Linked DNA regions of Arachis hypogaea: region 2 is linked to region 1. A link is a contact called in public Hi-C data. All regions are on one chromosome and are shown on one strand. Each heading gives the region's core, a stretch centred on a gene start, on an enhancer-like site or on the middle of the called end of the contact. The rest is flanking DNA. Distances are from core to core; before and after follow the strand shown.

Region 1 (2,960 bases), core at 274-2,773:
CAATTAAGGTATTGATGCGAGCATGATAGTTTCTTCACCATATCTTCAAAACTCATGGGTCATTAATACAAGTGCAACAATACATATCACAACAAATATTGCTATATTTCATACATATAAAACTATAATTATATTAGATGTAGACCAAAATCGATCATCAGTATATAATACATATTGAAATACAAAATACAAATTAAAAATAAATTAAATTACAAATATATTAATATACAAATATATAGTAATTAATTTTGGTGTGCATATAACCATTTTGATAAAACCAAATATCCTATTAGAATAAAGTTTCCTAATAATACATCATCAATACATCTATTTCAGGGCAAAATACTTGAATAAACCAAAGTGAAGCAAATATTATCAATATCACCCAAAGCAAAAAATGAGACGTGGATCACCCAAAGACCTTGTTTATATAAATCAAATTAGAGTAATTTGATTTGCAATTTATGCTAGTAAATCGAATTAAGCTAAGTAGAATTACTAGGCCATATATAAATTGAATTAGACAATTTCGATTTACACATGAATAAAGTAAATCGAAATAGGCTAGTCAGATTTATGCATGGGTTGTTTGATTCCAAGTAAATTGAATTAGGCTATTTCGATTTACCTTGTTGTAGATCAAAACACATAATTCAAATTAGGTAAAGCAGATTTACTATTGTTTCAGCAACATATTTAAATGGAGGCAGAGTAATTTGATTTAGAAGGGATAAAATGTGTATAAATAGCTGTGGAATATGAATTCTTCATCATAGTGAGCCTCACAGTGGCTAGTGAAAAGAGCTTTTTGGTTTTGGTACACTATAGAGGGTCGATTAAGAAAAAAACATGTTCCGAAATTAAGTTTACGGATAAGGATCCGCTTAGTGTTTTTGTTAGAGCTTCGACGAGTTTCACCGAGTTTAAGGATAATATAATCCGAAAACTAGATCTGCAAGGCATGAAACGAGTGGAGAAGTTATTCTACAGAATTTCGATCTCGGTTTTGCGGGATGATGTGAAGTATGATTCGTTCGTCATAAGCAGTGATGAAGATTTGGAAGTGTTGTTCCACTGTCGTCGGCAATTCCCGGAGGTGAGGACCCCTGAGCTGTTGGCCAAGCTTGTGGATGTGGTCTCTAGCTCAAGAGGTTCTAACCGGATTCCTCTGACTTCAGCCACGGCCGTCGGGTTGTGTTCGAGGCCTATTGGTGCCTCTTCATCTCTACCCGTGATTGAGCCTGATGCATGTTTGGTGGCCTCCCTGTCCTTCGCTGTTGACCTGGATCGTACTCGTGACACAGAACGAGTTGATACTGTGCCGGTAGTTGATGCTACGTTTGCAGTGGCCAGCATTGTTGATGTGGTCCCAGACCCCCAACAGGGTGGAGCCCTGGATGGTGTCGAAGATGTATTTCAGGATGAGGATAATGATGATGTGGAACTCGCCATGATTGCCGATGATAGCGATGATGAGGATGAGAAGAATACTCCAAATGAGGGAGGAGTAGCAGGCAGTTCAGGGACACTGCAGTACCCCTCACACTTTTCAGCTTTGGACTTAGATGCCATGAGACAGCAGGGGGATCCGACTGTGCCTGCCCAATTCGGGGCCAGAGACATATAGGATACCGGAGGACTAGCTGAGTTTCAAGTTGGTCAGCAGTTTCAGGATAAAGACGGGGCCCTGTTGAGTGTGAAGACGTAAGCATCCGACGTGAGGTTGAGTATAAAGTGATGGAATTGGATTACCGCAAGTACCATGGGAAGTGTAAGTATTTCGGCAAGGGGTGCACATGGTTGATTCGTATCAGTCTCTGACAACTCAGAGGTATTTGGGGGATGAAACGGTACAATGGACCGCACACCTGTCTGACCACTTCCATATCTAGTGATCACATGAGGCTCGATTACCATGTGATCTCGGCGTTCATACTCTCTATGATTAGGGTTGATGCTGCCGCGTCGATCAAGGTACTTCAGAATGCGACAGAGTCCCATTTTGGTTTCAGACAGACTTACAGGAGGGTTTGGATAGCTAAGCAGTAGGTCGTGGCTCAGATTTATGGCGACTGGGAGGAGTCATATAATGAATTGCCGTGATGGGTGCTAGGGGTGCAGATCACGATGCCGGGCAGTGTTGTAGTGTTAAGGACGAGTCCAGTGCGACTGGGTGGCCATGTAAGTGAGGAGCAAGCGTATTTCCACCGACTTTTTTAGAGTTTTCCACCGTGTATCGAGGTGTTCAGACATTGCAAGTCTCTGGTTAGCATAGATGGGACCCACCGATTCGGGCCGTCTTCCATTATGCTAGGCAGTGCCGCTTTCTCTGGATTTGGTGGGGTATGGGTTGGTAAAATGTAATTCGAATGAAGTATATTCGAATTATATAGAGTCAGGCTCCATGTAAATCGAAACAAGTGAATTAGATTTAGTATGAGTCGAGGGTGCTATATAAATCGAATTAGGTTGGTTAGATTTACTCTTGGTAAATCGAAACCACCTATTTTAAATTACTATGGGCACCAAACCATGGACTAATTCGAATTACCACGGGCTTCGAAATCGTGTGCTAAATCTACCTAATCTGATTCGGATTATATGTAATTAAAGCTTCCCTAATAAATCTATTCTATCTAATTCGATTTACATAAAAAAAAGCCTTTGAATGATCCACAAACCATTTCTTGCTTTGGGTGATATTAATAATTTTTGCATGCAATTGGGTGATCTCAATATTTTGCCCTCTATTTTTGGTATATAGTCATTTTTTCAAAAAAATCGTATCTCACAAATGTTTATTTATATGTATTGTTTAGTATATTTTTTTATATATAGAGTAAACTATATTTTTTATCTCTTAAGTTTTTGAAAAATTTTAAAAATGTTTTCAACTTTTAATTTATTTTAATTTTATCTTTAACGTTTTAAATATATTTTAATTATATCTTTAAGAGTTA
Region 2 (2,960 bases), core at 205-2,704, 220 kb after region 1:
CGTCCTTTCTCGGCGGTGAACTTGATGTGGCCGGCCTCTTCTTCTCCGTCTTCTGTCACTTTCCCAGTCTTCTTCTTCGGTGTCTCTCATTGGCGATCGGTTGTAGACCAGCGGGTCTCACCTTCTCCTTGGCACCTCTCTGCTCTCCTGGCTTTCTGATTCTGTCCGGGGGCTCGAGGTGCGCCTGGAGCGACTCCTCCGGAGACTCCTTTCTCCCTTTTGAGTGGATCGGGAAGGCTCCTGGCTAGGAGTGGGCTGACGACTTTCACGGTTGGCTACTTCTCGCTCCAAGTTCTGCACCCTGTGGTGCAGCTCTTGTATTATCCTGGCGCTGTCGCTGCCTGTCCCTCCAAAGGGTCTTCCCTTTGTGTGTCGCGGGGGAGATCTACTGCCTTCGCGAACGGGGGCTCCGGTGGCTACCCCGCTGCCTCGGGGATCTACCCCCTTCCCGCAGGTCCCGGCCCCGCCGTCAGCCACACCAGAAACCAAAACAAAATCTATGTTGGGGGGAGAATCCCCACAGACGGCGCCAATGTTCGGTACGTCGTGTTACCGGACGGTTCGGGTTGTAGGTTGGTGTGAAGATGGGTCTCCGCCTCGGTCTGGATTCTGGGAACGATTTGCGCTGGCTGCCGGTCTGCCGAGCTCTTGATAGGTTGAGGGGGGTGCGTCACCTGCAATGACACTCCGACGCCCAAGTCAGTAGAGTGTATAGGTGATGTGAGAATTTTGAGTAGGGTGACGTACCTTGGGGGAGGGGTAGGACCCTCCCCATATATACCCTGTCAGGAGTGGACCCCACGTGGGTAAACCCACCTTCCTCGAAGCTTCCCAATACAACTGTAGCAGTGAGCTGTAAAAGACGCGTGTCCGGGTCGGTTGTGGGGCGTATCGTGCCCATCCGTTCACGTCGGGTGGTCTATGGATCGGGTCGGCCAGCATGACGTTTGGGCTGGGCCGTAACAATAACATCATCACATACATAATATAAATTAAAGTAAAAATTTAAATATGATACAATATTATTAATCATTTTATTAATTATTTTAATTTATTACACATATTATATATTAAAATTATATATATACCGGACGGGTATCATCTAAACCCGCCCACGCCCATGTCCAAGAACCCGTCCCACTAAAAACTCGCCCCAATGCGGTTACCCGCCCTGAGCAGGTAGAGGCGGGATGGGTACCCGCGTATTCGGGGGTGTTGCCATCCCTAGCGGTCTCATACTCTTGTTCAAGGTTTTGAAAATCGGACCGGACTGACCAGTTCGATTGGATTAACTAGAAACCGGTCATTTATCCGATCCGGTTAACTTTCAAAACCTTTCTACAAAGAACCGGTTTTAAACCGGATGAACCGGTGGTAAACCGGCGATCCAGTCAAACCGGCCGGGTTTTTTCAAGTATCGGTTCGCTAATCCAACAACGAAAACGGCGCGTTTTGATTCCAGAGAAGAAAAGTGCCATTTCCCCTTTCTTTCTCTCACAAACGCACCCTCACCAACCCTTGATTCTCCTGAACCCTATCAGAGCCACCATCCTTGTCGTGCGTCGTTTCCGCTTCTCCCCTCCTCGCCGTTAAATTCAATTGATTAAATTCAGTTATTCTCTGGTTTAGGTTTTCAGTAATTAAACTTTCCGGGTTTAAAAAACGTACAATGGCGTCTTCGGATGATGAGCCAGAGTCTCAGCCACTATCTGTCTCGAATTACCACTTTGAAGATGACAGGGATGCCCCTGTATCGTTTTCTGTGATGCCAATTCAATGGAGTGGGTCGGAGAGTCCTCAAGGCAAGAAAACAGAGTTGTTCCTCCACGGTGTGGCGGATAATGGGCTGCAGAAGATTATGATGCCGGTCATGGCGTGGCGGTTCGAGCTTTCCTCTGTGAAGCCTGAGATATCTGTGCTGTCATCCAAGGATAGGAGATGGATCAAACTTGAGAAGCCAAGAAAGAGCTATGAGGACATTGTAAGGGGTATTTTAGTAACTGTTTACTTCCTGAGTTTTGCAAAGAAGAATCCTGATGCAACCGCGAAAGCTGCGTGGGATAGCTTGAGTAAGAATAAGGAGTTTAGGCATGTCTCAATTGTTCTTGACTGTTTTGTTTTCCCGTAGTTATTACTGTGGCAGCACATTTTAAGATATTCATTTTATGATACTTTTACAGCTCTTACGAGGTTATGCCTTCGGCAAATGATTTAGTAAATCAGAAGGCTTTGATGAGTGAAGCAGCCAAGAGGGATGCTTTGTTGGCTAAGTCCAAGGTTTGTACTTTGTATTTAGGGTTTGTTTGGGTGAGTTTTTAGAAAAAAATCTTTTTTTGAGTTATTTTTTTTAAAAGATCTTATGAAAAATTAGAAATAATTTTATGTCTAGGTATCTCATGCAATAAGATTTTTTTTATCTATCAATTATGTTTGGGTATAAAAGTACTTTTTGTTTATTTATTACATGAAAACATCTTTTTTTAGGAAAAAAGATCTTTTAAAAAAAAGATGTAAATTACAGCTTCTCAAAAAAGATGTTTTTTTTTTCCTAGTGCTTTTATTTTTACTACTAGAAATTTGCTAAACATAAAAAAAAAATCTTTTTTCATAATTTTTTTTATCAAAATAATGGCGCCCAATCAAACACTTACTTCATAAAAAATATTTGCTGTGCTAGGAATTTTTTTTTTTGACATTTTGGGGGAGGGGTTGTGATTAGTATCTTCCTTAAATATAAATCAAGACTACTCAATGTTGGACTTTGGGCATCCCTCTACGGTAGAGAGTTCATATATGAACCCTAACAGATGCATAAGATTTCTACTTCAAGAATTAGTCCCAGTTGATCCATCATTTGTCTCTCTAATATCTTGCCAATCGTCTCCTGTTTTGCTGTCTCCCAGTCTACATTTTACCAGTTAAATATGTGCTCCGTCATAACATGTGGTCGATATTGAATG

The links. Hi-C and Micro-C count contacts between places; a contact is called where the count stands out from the background.
Region 2: a contact with region 1 is called in a Hi-C map of an unstated tissue, with 4 times the contacts expected there. The contact joins the promoter of LOC112720216 here to the enhancer-like site in region 1. A contact is called at or near these places in 5 of 8 Hi-C or Micro-C datasets (leaf and an unstated tissue).

The regions. Positions count from the first base shown.
Region 1 is chr11:10,274,533-10,277,492 of arahy.Tifrunner.gnm2.J5K5, forward strand. No RefSeq gene overlaps it. Among protein-coding and RNA genes, the nearest start is that of LOC112720212, 4.1 kb to the left of the region's middle. Within about 2 kb of position 1,524, at least 1 of the 3 cell types and tissues checked has open chromatin away from gene starts, as enhancers often do.
Region 2 is chr11:10,494,714-10,497,673 of arahy.Tifrunner.gnm2.J5K5, forward strand. It overlaps LOC112720216 (protein ENHANCED DOWNY MILDEW 2), which reads left to right and starts at 1,455. Exons shown (of 18, transcript XM_025771071.3): 1 at 1,455-2,088; 2 at 2,181-2,277. The coding sequence starts at 1,670.